Regions from separate parts of the Rattus norvegicus genome. Here all the other regions are linked to region 1. The links are chromatin contacts, called in public Hi-C maps. All regions are on one chromosome and are shown on one strand. The core of a region is the stretch at or near the end of the contact, and the rest is flanking DNA. Distances in the headings are between cores, read along the strand shown.

What was found. Hi-C and Micro-C count contacts between places; a contact is called where the count stands out from the background.
Region 2: a contact with region 1 is called in a Hi-C map of Schwann cells, with 6 times the contacts expected there. The contact joins the enhancer-like site here to the promoter of Fzd8 in region 1. A contact is called at or near these places in 3 of 12 Hi-C or Micro-C datasets (the A7r5 cell line, Schwann cells and liver).
Region 3: a contact with region 1 is called in a Hi-C map of liver, with 5 times the contacts expected there. The contact joins the enhancer-like site here to the promoter of Fzd8 in region 1. A contact is called at or near these places in 3 of 12 Hi-C or Micro-C datasets (kidney and liver).

The regions. Positions count from the first base shown.
Region 1 is chr17:62,008,080-62,012,936 of GRCr8, reverse strand. It overlaps Fzd8 (frizzled class receptor 8), which reads right to left and starts at 2,943. Exons shown (of 1, transcript NM_001044251.2): 1 at 1-2,943. The coding sequence starts at 2,703. The coding sequence ends at 649.
Region 2 is chr17:61,653,412-61,658,268 of GRCr8, reverse strand. No RefSeq gene overlaps it. Among named protein-coding and RNA genes, the nearest start is that of Trnaa-agc37, 240 kb to the left of the region's middle. Within about 2 kb of position 2,683, at least 1 of the 93 cell types and tissues checked has an H3K27ac peak or open chromatin away from gene starts, as enhancers often do. A contact at or near this core is called in Schwann cells, where this site is marked.
Region 3 is chr17:61,748,658-61,753,514 of GRCr8, reverse strand. It overlaps the pseudogene Nsfl1c-ps1. Among named protein-coding and RNA genes, the nearest start is that of Trnaa-agc37, 140 kb to the left of the region's middle. Within about 2 kb of position 2,139, at least 3 of the 93 cell types and tissues checked have an H3K27ac peak or open chromatin away from gene starts, as enhancers often do. A contact at or near this core is called in kidney and liver, where this site is marked.

The sequences.
Region 1 (4,857 bases), core at 1,694-4,193:
ATTTGTTCTTACAGGGTAGCCTCTAAACTTTTTACAAATAATGTACACATTGTATATCTTTGGATATATACATAATTTACACCTTTTTTTTTTTTACAACTTAACAAATAATTATATAAATACATCCTTTAATGTAAGAAACCCGTATTTACTTGGGGTGTATAATTAAGACATTTATTGTTTATTTAAGGCATCTGCCTGGTCATTAAGAATACCCAAACCGTGCAGTCCCACAAGGTAGCAGTTGTCCCTCCTCTAGGATGTATGAAGGGTTGAATTTATGCTGAAGAAGTCGAGGGTGAAGCAGTCCCTTGGGTGAAGTTTGTAGTGGTATTACCTCAAGACTCATCCAGGGTATCCAGGAGGGTTCCAACTATGCTAGCCCACTGAAACCATTGTCTAGGGTAGGCGCTCCGGAGCATCGGAGGGGAGGGGCTAGGTCTGGGAGGCTTCAATGCCAGGTACTTTGTTCTAAGGGAATCATTTAAGTCCCTGTGGCTAATGGATACCATTAAGAGTTCATTATCATGCTAATAGCAGTCAACACGGTGAAGGGGTGGGAACCCCGGCCGATCTGGGGTCCCTTCGCCGCCCTCGGGTTCTCCATCCCCCACCCCTCTCCGCCCCTTCTGGGCTTCCGTTCAGGGTTCAGACTTGGGACAATGGCATTTGCTTAGGGTAAGATACAGAGCTGGCCGTGCCAGACCGCCACGTCAGGCCGGTGCTGACGTCGCTGTAGAGGGATCCCCCACCTCCGCCGTGCCCCCCACCCCCACCGGGCCCGGGGCCACCGCCCCCAGGGCCGCTGCCTCCGGCGCCCGCGCCAACTGCAGCGCCCTTGCTGGCCCAGCAGCAGCGAGTACACAACGCACGCCAGGACTCCAGAGTCTTGCCGGACCAGACCCACACGCCTGATGTGATGCCCACCACTAGGCACATGAAGTACTTGAGCATGAAGACCGCGTAGTCGGGCCTGCGAGCCTGGTCTGGCTGCAGGTCGCGAAGGCATGGGCAGTTGTGCGTGGCCTCCCAGCGCGGTCGGTTGTGCTGCTCATAGAAAAGGCAGGCGACAACGACGGCGGCGGGCACCGTGTAGAGCACGGTGAAGAGGCCCAAGCGGATCATGAGCTTTTCTAGCTTGTGAGTCTTGGTTGGGCCTCCTTGTTGCTTGATGACTGAGCGGATTCGGAACAGCGACACGAAGCCAGCTAACAGAAACATAGTCCCAATGAAGAGGTAGATGACCAGTGGCGCCAGTACAAAGCCGCGTAGGTTGTCAAGGCTCTGGTTGCCCACGTAGCAGATGCCCGCCACCGGGTCGCCGTCCACGGAGCTGAGCGCCAGCACCGCTATGGACTTGACGCTGGGCACGAGCCACGCGGCAAGGTGGAAGTATTGCGAGTAGCCTGCTATGGCCTCGTTGCCCCATTTCATACCAGCCGCCAAGAACCACGTGAGAGACAGGATTACCCACCAGATGGAGCTAGCCATGCCAAAAAAGTAGACAAGGAGGAAGACTACCGTGCACAGCGCGGGGCCAGTGGTCTCATAGCGCACGTGCTGCTCCACTGCACCCAGCTCCTCGTACTCGCCGCGCGCGCCCGGGCTGCTCGCCCCCGCTCCCGCCGCCCCCGCGCCAGCGGTCGCCGCGCCGCCAGCACCCCCAGCTCCTCCTGCACCCGGCGCGCCGCCGCTGCAGGCCACTTTCTCGTGTCCAGCCACCAGGCGCACCAGGTACCCGACAGACACGAAGAGGTAGCAGGCAGAGAGGAATATAATGGGCCGTTCCGGGTACTTAAAGCGCTCCATATCGATGAGGAAGGTAGAGACAGTGGCGAAGGTGGAGACGAAGCAGAGCACCGACCACAAGCCGATCCAGAAGACAGTGAAGGCGCGCTCATCCTGGCTAAAGAAGGGGTTGTGGCAGGGCAGCGCACAGTTGGCGATCTGGCCGGTCTTGACGCGGTTGTAGAGCGGGTGGCGTTCGCTGGACACACTCACCATGGGCGCGCGGCACTGGCACCCGGGCTCGCAGGGAGCGGCGCCGCCACCAGGGGGCCTCGCCTTCCCGCCGCGAGAGGGGGGCGCAGCCGCCGTGTCCCCGCTGCCCCTACTGCTGCCGCCACGATGTGGGGGCCTGGCCCCTGGCGGGCGGCTGTGGCCGCTGCCGGAGGGCGGCTGCTCGCCAGGCTGCGGCGGCGGCAGGCGGCGCGGTGGGCTGGGCGCGGCCGTGGTGAGGTCGGTGCGGTTGTAGTCCATGCACAGAGTGTCGGGGTTGCCCTGCTCCGGCAGCCGATCGCAGCGCATTCGGTCAGGCCAGGCAAAGCCGTACTGGCGCATGAGCGGCGCGCAGCCGGCCTTGGCGCGTTCACACACAGAGCGGCAAGGCGGCAGAGGTTTCTTGTAGTCCTCCAGGCAGATGGGCGTGTACATGCTACACAGAAAGAACTTGAGGTCCGGGGAGCACTGGATCTCCACCAGCGGCCAGAACTGGTGTACCTCTAGGCCCGCCTCATCTTGCGTGTCGTGGTTGAACTGGTTGGGCATGTAGGTGTAGTTGTAACCGATGCCCTTGCACAGCGGCACTGTGATCTCTTGGCACGCCAGCTCCTTGGCCGAAGCCGCGGCAGCGCCGCTCGAGCGCTGTAGCACCGCCAAGGCGGCTAGTAGCGAGGTCACTTCCAACAGGTAACCCCACTCCATGCTGAGCGCCGGGACCCCAAGTCCTCCTTCTCCGGGCGCCGCGCAGAAGGGCTCTACGGTGAGGAACCTGAGTAAAGGGAGTGCAGGCGACCAGAAGGTCTTGTCCGGCTTTTCTCTGCCGAGAGGAGAATCTGCCAACAATTTATCTCCTTTTCAGGCAGCGTCTGTGGCAGCAGGGTCGGAAACCTAGGCAGGACTCGTCCGGCCCTCCCCCACGCCTCTCCTGGGGTGACCGCAGACGCGCCACAATTCCACAGGGTCTGTCCTGCGCCCTCTGAGTCGCACTCAGCCCTCCCGGAGCGGAGCGGTGGCCCCCGGGATCATTCTCCTGAGCTCCTGTAGGTCCTCCTGCAAGCTCAGACACTTCGTGTGGCTCCCAGCAGCGAAGGCTCAGAGGGCGCCTCAAGTTTCCTTTCTGGCTTCAGTCAAGATGGCTGTGTCTGGCCTCTAGACTCTCGGGTCAGACCTAGCGGCCCCTCTTCGGGCCCCGAGGGTTCATGTCCGTTCCAGGCCGCGCCGCCACTGCCAGAGTTCCGGGCCCTCGGCTGCTCAGGCCGCCGCCTTCTCACTCCTGCGTCGGTCCTCTTGCATCTGCAGCCACCAAAAGTCCGAGCCGCGTTCTGGCCACAGTCGGGCAGGGTGCAGGACGTGCTTTCTTGCTAGACCGACAAACAAATCCAGAGCAAAAGACAGAGGGGACACCTGAGCACCGTAGTCCCAGCCTCCTCCTCCTCCACAGGAGCTGCGCCCTTCGCCTAACTTCCCGGCTTTAGTCAGCTAGCGCCTCCAGGCCGGCTCATGAATATTTATACAGCCTGCATTTGGTCTCCTCCCTCTTCTGCTTCACCAATCCCTGCGCAACGGGGCGGAGTATCTGCGTTCTCAAGGCTCTGCCTTCCTTAAGGAAGTCCGTAGTTTTGGGACTGCTTTCCTAGCTTTGGGCGGATGGAGAGTTTGTTTTTGGTCACCATGGGGTTGACCACACGGATTGAGCATTTACTCAGACTGTCCCCAAAGAGTTCAGCGCTTCAGAGGTCTTGGTCGCATTTCTCCGAGTCTGCTCCTGGGATCTCTCCCAGGAGAGATCTCTGGAATCACCTTCCAGGGCTCTCTGAGTCAGTCTCTTGCTCCACAGACAATATCTGCGGGGTCTAGATGGTCTTGGAAGCACAGCTAGGGCTCCAAGGCTGGTCCAGATCCAGAGCTAGGGCATTTCAGGGAGAGATTTCCTCTTGGTAGTCTCATAACGAGGGCTTTTCGGACTTGGCGACTTGGTGAGATAGTAGTGAGACTTCTATTGGGGCTAGATGACCAGGTTTGGCCAAGACTGCTTGGTAGCCCTTTCCGAGTGCTAGGAGCGTGGTACATAAGTGTCCATTGCCGCATGACCTGTGGCACTTCAGTTCCTTACCTAGAAAGCGGGAGTGATCAAGCCAGATGTCATTTGGGAGGTTGATTTTTTTGGATGGGATAAAATACATAAATATATGAAAGACGTAGATCAGTTTATCCTTTCAGACACAAACATAAGCTTACCAATAAGACACACTGACTACTGCCACTGCATTCCCTACCCACGTGCTACTTTTAAGACATACACACACTCATCTACATAAAAACTTAACATGTGTTTTTGTCTGTGCCTCCCTTTCTGCTGTGAGAGGCGGGGCTGCGTGCTGTACTCAACACCCAGAACCAGAGGAGCGTTCAGCTGCTGCCAGCCCTTTCAGCGTCCACCTTAAGTAGGGAGGAGGGTGTGAGGGGCCAGGGCCTGGCAGGTTCATTTGCGCTTGTTAGGACTTCCCAGGGGGTTGTCTTTCTCCTAGAATGGAGTGTTTATTTTTTAATTGATGTGCTGTTTCATTTAGCGCTTGTATGGAACTCACGCTGCGGCTGTAATTACTGTAATCTCGGGAATAAGCATTTCAGATAGTTAGGGTGGCAGGCACTCCAGTGGCCAGCCTCTCCCTCCCACCCTTGCTCCCCCTCTCCCTCCCTCACTCTCACCCTCCCTTCCTCCTTCCCTCTCCCTCTCTCGGTCCCTCTCCCTCTCTCCCTCCGTTTTTCCCTCCCCCTCCCTCTCTCCCTGCCCCCTCCTCTGCACCCTTCCTCCTTCTCCTCCTCCGCCCTTTCCCTTCCTTCCCCTTCCTTTCC
Region 2 (4,857 bases), core at 1,434-3,933, 350 kb after region 1:
TCCCCTTTCTTTACATTAATACAGTCTCAGGGCCAGTCTGTCTCTACACCTGACAAGGGAGACAGGCTGTCCATTGTGCTGGTTAAATGATGTTAAGCGCTAGCGTTCATATCCTCAGTTCCCGGCCAGTGCTTTAAGTCTGCTATACACATAGCTGCCAGACCAGCATCTGCCCCTTTAGCTAACCAATAGGCTGCCTGGCTCCTTGATGTGATCCTCCTTGTGACAGAACAGGCAGGTGCTCCCCAGCCACCAGGAACGTCTGTGCTGCAGGATTCCAATACGTAAATTATTTATCACGTTAGCTTTACAACATATCACAACCTATTTGAGACACGTGGAGCGAATGCCCTTCTGCCACCTGGAAGCTCATTAAATGGCCATCACTGGTCAGGTTTAATTGCTTTATGCTGGATGGTTCTGGGCATGCGTTAAGCCCCCGATGGAGTAGCTGACCCCAATTCTCAGGGTGATTTGCTTCACCCCTTAACTGAGAAATGGGAGCTGGCTGAGTTCTGCTTATATGACTTAGTGTCTACTTGAAAATGTGCAGGCTGGCAAGCAGCTGCCCTAGGAAAAGCCACTGGATGAGAAAGTTCCTTGAAACTTCTAGTCAGCTCTTAGTTTTGTTAATTGTCCAAGTTGTTTTAAAGGAACCACACTTACAAAACACTCTGCAAACCTTTAAAATCTTAGTGCTGCTTAAGATTTAAATATAATATTAATGGTTCCAGTTAAACTCAAGCCCTCAGGTCTATCACTGTATAGTTAACGAATGTTTTAAAACCACAATATCAGTTCTGAATAAGACACATGTTAAATAAGGTGAATTTTGGACATATCTTGATTTTCCTATTGAAACGTCATGCATGCTGAGATTGACAACACATAGATTTATCTAGTCCTAATATCACTTGCTCTAAGTCTGGACGATATTGCAACTTGTATGCTGGTGAAGTTCTGTTGGCCTCTCTGCACTTTGCCTATCCACTTGTAACACTTCCAGGTACTTTCTATAGTTGACTCCTGCTATAACTAAACAGAGACTAGTGTACTGTTTCAATGACGTGAGTAACTCTTCCTTTTCTTTATCTACCTTCTCTTTTTGCGGTTGTGAGGATAGAACTGAGGCCTTTGTACAGATGGCAAATATTTCTCTACTGAGCTACATCCTCACCCCTGAGTTTTTCTTCTGGTGTTATGCTCTGATTGGATATACCATTATATACCTATACAAATTCCTATACTTATATACTTATATTGTCTATCTATCTATCTATCTATCTATCTATCTATCTATCTATCTATCTATCTATCTATGTGTGGTGTGTATATATATTATGCATATATATATGGATGTCAGGATGGATTAGTCTAAATATGAATATATAAATAATTTTTTTGTGATATGTAACATGGTGCATATGTGACAGTCAGGGGACAACTTGCAGGAGTCAATTTATTCCTTCCTCCATGTGGGTCTCTGGGGTTGAACTCAGGTCATCAGGCTTGACAATAAGTGTTTTTACCTGCTAAACCATCCACATCCTTAGAAGATACTCTCAAAACAAACACTGTAAGAACATTATCACAAAACCAAGTGCAATTGGATGGCTGGTGTTTCACACCATTAGGTATGAATGACTGAGGACTCTGCTGTCTGCACAGCAACACCCAAGGTGTAAGAGGTGTGAGAACAGACACATCCTGAGAAGCTGCTATAAATTGTTGCTTTAAAACAAAACAAAAACAGTTTTCACTTTAAACTAAGTCGCCATTTGCTCTCTTACTGGGGTTGTCTTATCCCAGACAGCACTCTGCAGAATGGGGACGCTCTCACAGGCTGATACTTAACCAGATGATGAGGAAAGATGTGCCAAGACCAACATCCTGCAACAAAGAAAGGGATAAGGGAGGGAGCAGAATGTTACTTCATTGTGTTTTGATGCTGACATTTCTCCAGAGGAAACACATGGCAGGAGGGGACTGTAAAGGACTGTCCCTAGCCTGGAGTAGTAGTTTAGGAAGTAAGCAGCAGGACAAGACTGTGATCTCAGAACCAAAGTTGGAAAAAATATCAAGGCCATGGTGGCACACACTTAAAACACCAGTGCTGGGGAGGTAGAATCAGGGGGATCTCTGGGGTATTCACCCAGCCAGTTTAGCCTCCTAGACTGTTCCTGAGGGATGACTCCGTTCTCCATACCCATATGTACACATGTGCAGATGAACCAGCACACACGAATGCACAGTATGTGAACATATACATAAACACAAAGGAGTACAAAAGACTGCCTTTTTAAAACTACCTTCAGACAGAAGACTGCCTGCTACAATTTGGAAATTTGCTTTCTAGCTTCTGGAAATAAACCATTTGAGACATTTCACAGTCGCTAGCTCTGCTTTTTCTCTCCTTGAAGTTGGCAGCTGTTCCAGTGCACACTTGTCTGTCTCCTGCATGACTGCTATTAGAATGGCCTCATGAATGGGCCACCCTTGAAGGCCGAGAAATGAAGTTTGATGAATATTCTCTTTCATTGTCTTATTCTGTAGAACCGGCTGGTATGGAATTCTTTCTAAAGCCCCACCCTGGCCATAAACTAATGGCTGTTACTTGTCTCAGCCTCATACGTGCTGAAAATATAGGCATGAGCTATTTTGTGAGTTTCTTCATTGCCTTGAAATTTCCAGTTCTCTGAACAAAGGATCACATTCATCCTGGATTTAGCCTCACCAATCATTTAGCCAGAATGAGTGGCAATGAACATTTGGCCAATGCCATCTGCAGTTTCTGCACACAATATTCCCAATGAAAATTCAGAATATTTATGAGATTTGTGTGTGTGTGTGTGTGTGTGTGTGTGTGTGTGTGTGTGAGAGAGAGAGAGAGAGAGAGAGAGAGAGAGAGAGAGAGAGAGAGAGAGGACTTCTTGGTAGTGACACTGTCACTGTTTTTGACTTGATGGTCTTGTATCCCCTGGAGTTGGAGTGTCCTCTCCCTCAAATCTGACTAGATCCTCCCTCACCCACTCACTTCCACATCTCTCTCTCTCTCTCTCTCATTCTCTCTCTCTCTCCAGGATGATATTGTATATGTATGTGTGTAGATACATGTGGAAGCCAGAGGTTAACAATGACTTATCTTCCTTTATTGTTTTCTTCCTTATATTTTGAAGTCTTTCACTGAACTCTGATTTGGTCAGTGTGCCTGGCCAGAAACTTAGGGATCCTCTTGTTTCTGCTTCCCCACTTCAAGGATCACAGGCAGGCAGCTCCAAACTCACATAATTGAACTGAGGGTTGCTTTCAGGCCTTCATGCCTTTTTGGCAAGCACTTTAATGTCTGTGCCATCTCCTGGGCTGAGATTAATCCCTGGCAGATAGGAGGGTATTTTGAGATATCTAATGACTCATGCTCCCTGAGATTTAAACTAACTGCTCTTATGCACCATATTTACCATAACGGATCTCTGCACATCTTGCAGGCAGCTCCATGGAAGGGAGTCCTTCCCCAGTAATTGTCACTTTTTATGTGTTCTTGGTGAGGGGACAGGTGACACTTGCAGGTTTCATTAGAATGCCTATGACCTCTGAGATAGGGATTAGATTCAGAGATGCAACAATGGAGGGGAAACTCTGAGAAGTCCTATCACTTCAGTGAGTACAGGCCCATGGGCAGAGTAAATTGGGAAGTACCTTTAGAAATATCTGTAGAGGGGCTGGAGAGATGGTTGAGCGGTTAAGAGCACTGACTGCTCTTCCAGAGGTCCTGAGTTCAATTCCCAGCAACCACATGGTGGCTCACAACCATCTGTAAAGAGATCTGATGCCCTCTTCTGGTGTATCTGAAGACCGCTACAGTGTACTTATATATAATAAATGAATAAATCTTTAAAAAAAAAGAAAGAAAGAAATATTTGTAGAGGTGTAAAAGAGATCTGGAGTGCCATGCTCGGGGAGTGGCATGGAGAATACAGAAGGTATCCACAAATTCTGTAGCCTTTGAGCCAAACCTAAAAGCCTAGCCTGCAACTCAAGTGTGGGAGTCATAGTAATGTTGCCTTCTCTTGGCATTCACACAATGTACAGAGAATTTAGACATCTATATGTGATTATGAAGGATGCTGAGTTTCTGAGGGGTTATTTTATGAGTGGAGGCTGGACAAATGATGAGTGTGATCACTTGCTCAGAATGGAGGGTGAGGACTGGGTAATAGACTACACTCATGGTGACAACTTGCAAGGGGAGTGTGTACTGTGACATTTGTTGGGGTAGAAGTCTTGGTTCACATCTGGACAAACCACACCAGGACAACACAGTTCCATGTTGAGAGGTTTAATGAAAGGGTAAAACAAGGGAGAGTAGAGAAGAGTAGAGAAGGAAAGGAATAGAGTAGAGGCTGGCCATGAGCACATGAAGAGAAGGGGGAGGGGAATGAGTAGAGAAGGGACAAAGGGACAAGAGAGCAAGAGCAAGAGAGTGAGGAGGTGGCAAACAGCCCCCTTTATAGTGTTAGGCATGCCTGGCTGCTGCCAGGTAACTGTGGGAGTGGTGCTTAGACAGAATGCTAACATTCCCTTGTTTTGGTTTAATTAAGAAAGAAAAATTAGAAAGGTGATGGTGGTACAGGAATAGGGTCAAAAATGGAGCAGGAATAGGGCCGTTGTGATCTCTGACTGCTTCATGCTTGTTTTGGGGCGACATGTCTCTAGGGAACCTAGAAAAGTGGGTATGGGACTTTTGTTCAGTCCTAGGAGAGTTGGCTGTTTTCTTGTTGTCCAGGGTCTGTGGAAGCATCCAAGGATAGGTCAGAAGGAACAGGTCCAGTAGAAGTGTCTGTGTCTGTGAGAGGAGAT
Region 3 (4,857 bases), core at 890-3,389, 260 kb after region 1:
GAATGTTCAAGAATCCAGAGCTACGGACAAGACGAGGCACTGGAAGGGCTAGGGGTTGGGAAGTAATTCCCATGGGCATGACTTCAGTCATGGGAGACACACAGGGAGGTGAGGCAGCAGCTAGGCGGTTATGTTAACCACCAAATGATGACAGCGATGACAGTGCAAAGAAGATTGGCTTCCTTTAGAGTTTGGTTCTCATCAGCCAACTTTTTGTTAGGGAGGTCGTGATAAGGACAAAACTGGTGGCAGCCATAGCTGGCCGGGCATACATGATGAAGAGTCCATTGTCGCTGATCCTGTGACTGTGGTTGAATTTCTGCACCAGCCTCCCACCATCTACAAGCCAGATTTGAATGTCCATGGTGGATTCTGCCTCATTGATTAATATGGACAAGTTAGCTTTGGTTTCATTTTCTGCTTGCTGGTTTGGAGAGCTGGTGTTTAATACTAAGGGGTGGGTGAGGGGAGGGCGTGCTGTCCACTTTCTGGCCCTCACCGGTGAAGGCTTTGAAGGCTCCCTTGGGCTTCACGAAGTCCTCATCTCTATGATCCTCCATATCCAAAGCCACTTGCCCAGTGTAAACTAACCTCCAAAGCTCTACAGAAACTTCCGCTCTACGGATAGACTCCAGGAACTGAGCATTGGCTGGGTCTCGGCCGCTTCTAAGGTTGTCATTATCTAAACTGAATCTAGTTTTCCAGGGCTTTAGCACTACATGAACATCCTGGCCTGAATCCTTTCTCCTGCCACATAGGCAGACCTTTCCTCTGGTGCTGCTCCAAGGCGGTAGCCCCCTTCTGCAAACGGTCTCAGTTTACTGGTCTCTCCAGGGCTCTTGGTCACTCATTCCACAGCTACGGTCCCATGCTCTTTGGTACCCTTAAACAGATCATCCACCAGCTTGTTGGGACTTTTCTTCCTAGGGAGGTCAACAATTTGCTGTCTACTTCTTTCTGAGCCCTCAGCATAAAACCTCTGTCCCTCCTCCTCCTCCCCCCCCTCTTCCTCCTACCCCCCTCCTCCTCCTCCTCCACCTCCCCCTCCTCCTCTTCCTCCTCTTCCTCTTCACCTTGGTCATGATCGAGGTCTCTGAAGGATGTTACTCTATTATCACTAGGAGCTGTGCCTCTAGACATTAAACTTGGGTTTGCCTGTGAAATGGTCACAATGTCTTCAGCCCCTGCATCCTCATAAAAGCTTGCAAGTACAATCTGCAGGTCCCAGCCAGCTGACTCCAGGAAGAAGACAGGCCTGTCCTCCTCAGTGCCCATCAACTCCACGAACTCCCTCAACACGACCTGCCGCTCTGCAGCCATGTTCACCCCCCTCTGGAGGACACTCTTGTTCATTATTGTTCTGACGACTTATTCTCTCTCTCCTTCTGTAACTTCTTTTTGTGCACTGCTTAAAACAATTGCATGTTTTTTGTGTATTATTTCTGTCGTTTTCAGAATTCCTTTGCTTTTAAATTTTAGAAATGTCCACTTGAAATTTGGAGGAATGGTATAGTTTATTTATTCAGTATTTGGTAGCATTCAGCAGTAAGCCCGATTTCCAAAATCCCAAAATAGCCTCAATTCATAGATTGTCCTCAGCCAAGACTAGTGCACTCATAAACAAGTGCCTTGGGCACTTAATTTTTGCTGTGATAATAGCATAGGATGTTCCAGAGAGGAATTGTTTAGAGATTTAAGCAGGAAGATTTACAAATTAAGTTATATTATTATGTCTAGTACTTGCCCTATGTTAACCTTGTGTAGCTGGAGTGGGGAGAGTCAGAGATAAATAAATTTGGTCATGAGTTAATAGATGGATATTGGTGACCCAATGTATGGAAATGTATTAAATTCACTGATTTTAAAAAAAATTTTGGAAATTTTCGTGATAAAAATTGAGAAGAGGCCCAGTGGGAGGGGGGACTCAGATTTTGAGGTGATTTGTAAGCTTTGTCAAGTGGCTCAAGTGTCTTCCTGTTTAGTGTCCTGCTCAGGAGCTGTGCCTTCTGCAAGGGCCTGCCTGAGTTAGCTCATTCCAATTGTCTGAAATTAGCTGTCTGTGGCTGCCACATAGCCCAGGGCCAGTCCCTGGTGTGTTGTTAATCAACTGCTAAACTGCCACAAAGTCCAGAGGTCACTGATCCCTCCTCACTCCTCGCAGTGCTATTGATTCCTGGAGTTGCTCCATGCTCGCTTGACCTCTCTAAATGCCCTGTGGCCTGTGCTTCCTGCCTCTCAAGATGTGTTGGCCTGCACCTCTTCTACCTTTGCTGCAGGGACTAGAATGTGGCGCCTGATAAGACACCAGAGCCACAGCAAGGTTCAAGGTTGGCACTTTTTACACAGGGCTTCCTTGCCCCTCTCTATGTAGTGCTTAGACTGATGCCTGGAATTCTTCAGAGCAATTGTTTTGGGGCTGTCGCTCTGAAGCCTCAGAGATGACCTTTCTACAGGCTGCATTATTTATGTCAGTCCTAAAGCTTCTCAAGGGAAGTGTGTTCTGGCCCCTGACAAAGATGACTGCCTCCTAACTGTCCTCAAAACATTTCCCTCCACTTCTCTCCAGTGAAATAATTTGATGAAGTTTGCTTTTTATTTCAGTTTCTTGAGAAGGTTTCATGTTTGAGGGACCAGAAAGAAGCACCTCTTTGGGGATTTACTGTATCTATTTTAAATAGGTTGAAAAATATGCCCTACAGATAGCGAGTATAATTTTCAAAGAAAAGTTCGTGAAGACTTGGGGGCAATGAATTACAGTCTTTACCAAGATATAAAGTTAGACAGATTGCATCAAGGAACTGGCACTTGTGGGGAGAGTTGTTGAGAGTCTGGCTATGGCAAGGCTGATGTGGGTCCACACAGTCTGTGGATTTTACAGTTAATTTGCATTTAATTAATGGATACTAAGCTGCACATAGAAGGTAGAGTGTGATGTTCTGGTCCATGTGAACTTTAGACAGGTTAAATGGAGCTAGCAAATGGTCTCTCATCTCACATACTTATTGTTTTATTTTTGGTAAGGGCATGTGACATCACTCTAAAGTAGATTCCTATTAGACACAACATACCCTGTACAGCTATATCCATGAGTAATACAGTTGGTCTCAACTGTACGACTGGGGCTTCATATCCATGGTCAATGCCTCCTCACTGGCACTTCTGAGCCTTCTGCTACACCTTGTCACAGGAGCCTTGTTAGTAACTATGTGGAAAGGCTTGTCTCCTAAGGTATACTATCAGAGGCAGTTGAGCCTCGAAGAATTGGAGGGCATTCTAAGAAGCTTAGGGACTGAGGATGTCCTGCAAAATGGATTGCGGAATTTCAGCTCTTGCCCTCTTTGTTCCTGCCTCACAAGTAGCTTTGCTCTACCACAAACTCTTTTCTTCAAATATGCATGTGCCCTCATTGCCAAAGAATTGGGGCAGAGACATGTGGGTTGCTGAGTTCTAGGCCAGCCTGATCTACATAGCCAGTTCAGACACATTCCGATATTATTCTCTCTGTCTCTGTCTCTGTCTCTGTCTTTCTCTCTCTCTCTCTCTCTCTCTCTCTCTCTCTCTCTCTCTCTCACACACACACACACACACACACACACACACACACACACAGAGACAGAGAGAGAGAGACAGGGAGAGAGAGAGACAGACAGAGAGAGAGAGAGAGAGAGAGAGAGAGAGAGAGAGAGGTAAACTTATTCTCAAACATATAAAACTTATTCTCAAACATATAAGTTCCCCAGAAATTCTTGGTTAAATCATTCTTTTTTGTGAAATCATAAGATTTTTGAGTTCTTTGTCATCTGGGTGCTAGAGCTGAGTCTGATTTGATTAACCAAGTGGCCCAGGCTATATATTGTAGGCCAGGCTATGCACTGTAGCTCTCAGCAGGAACCCAGCTCAGGTCAGACTCAGGCCCCCCACAAAGTGGCAATAACAGTAATGATGGCAATTAGAAGACAAACATAACTGGCTTCACATACACGGAAAGGTACACAAACAACCATCTCCTCTTCTCCCTGTCCCCCCATAAGCATAGCAACTTCTGGGAAAATTAAAATTTGTTTCTATCTTGTTCACTATATACGGACATCTGTAACACATATGCATGAATTTACATTCTTTACCCATAAAATACACAACACACACATACACAAATAACAAACTCTGGCACATATGAACATACATACACACATGCACAAAAACACAGATACACATATATATACCTGAACAAACACAGATATCTATCTCCCTGCAAAAACATATAGCAGCATATACTTATCATATACATAAATACACAAATATATGTGAATAGATGTGTGGAGAAACAAATGTATGTAAATTTATACACACAAAGAAACATACATAGACACATGTAGACAGAAATGAACATGCACAGACACACATGTACACACACACACACACACACATATAACCCCCTATGCCTGCTAGCTATCACATAACAGTAACAAGGAGGTTTCATCTTCCCTGGAAGCAGGAAGTCAAGTGTCCATCACTGCCCTCTCAAGGGAGGAATATCCCTGTGGGACAGAGACCAGGCATTAGAGATAGTTCCTGAAGATGTGGACCAGCAACTGCTGTATGAGACAGATCTCTCAGAAGTCCACAGAAATACCCAGTCCTTTTCCATAGATAATGCATGGCTAATTTATGTTCCTTCAATGTTTTCAACAACAACAAAAGAGGTCTGTTAGGTATATTATAGCACTGACTTTCTCCTTCAGTGGAACTGAAGTAAGTTGTGTGCACTGTGCCCATCCTGCTGCCTGAAAAGGCAGTTCTCTTCTGCAGGGAACGCCAGAAGTGGGTCACCTTGCCACTGAACAATTGGAAGGAAGT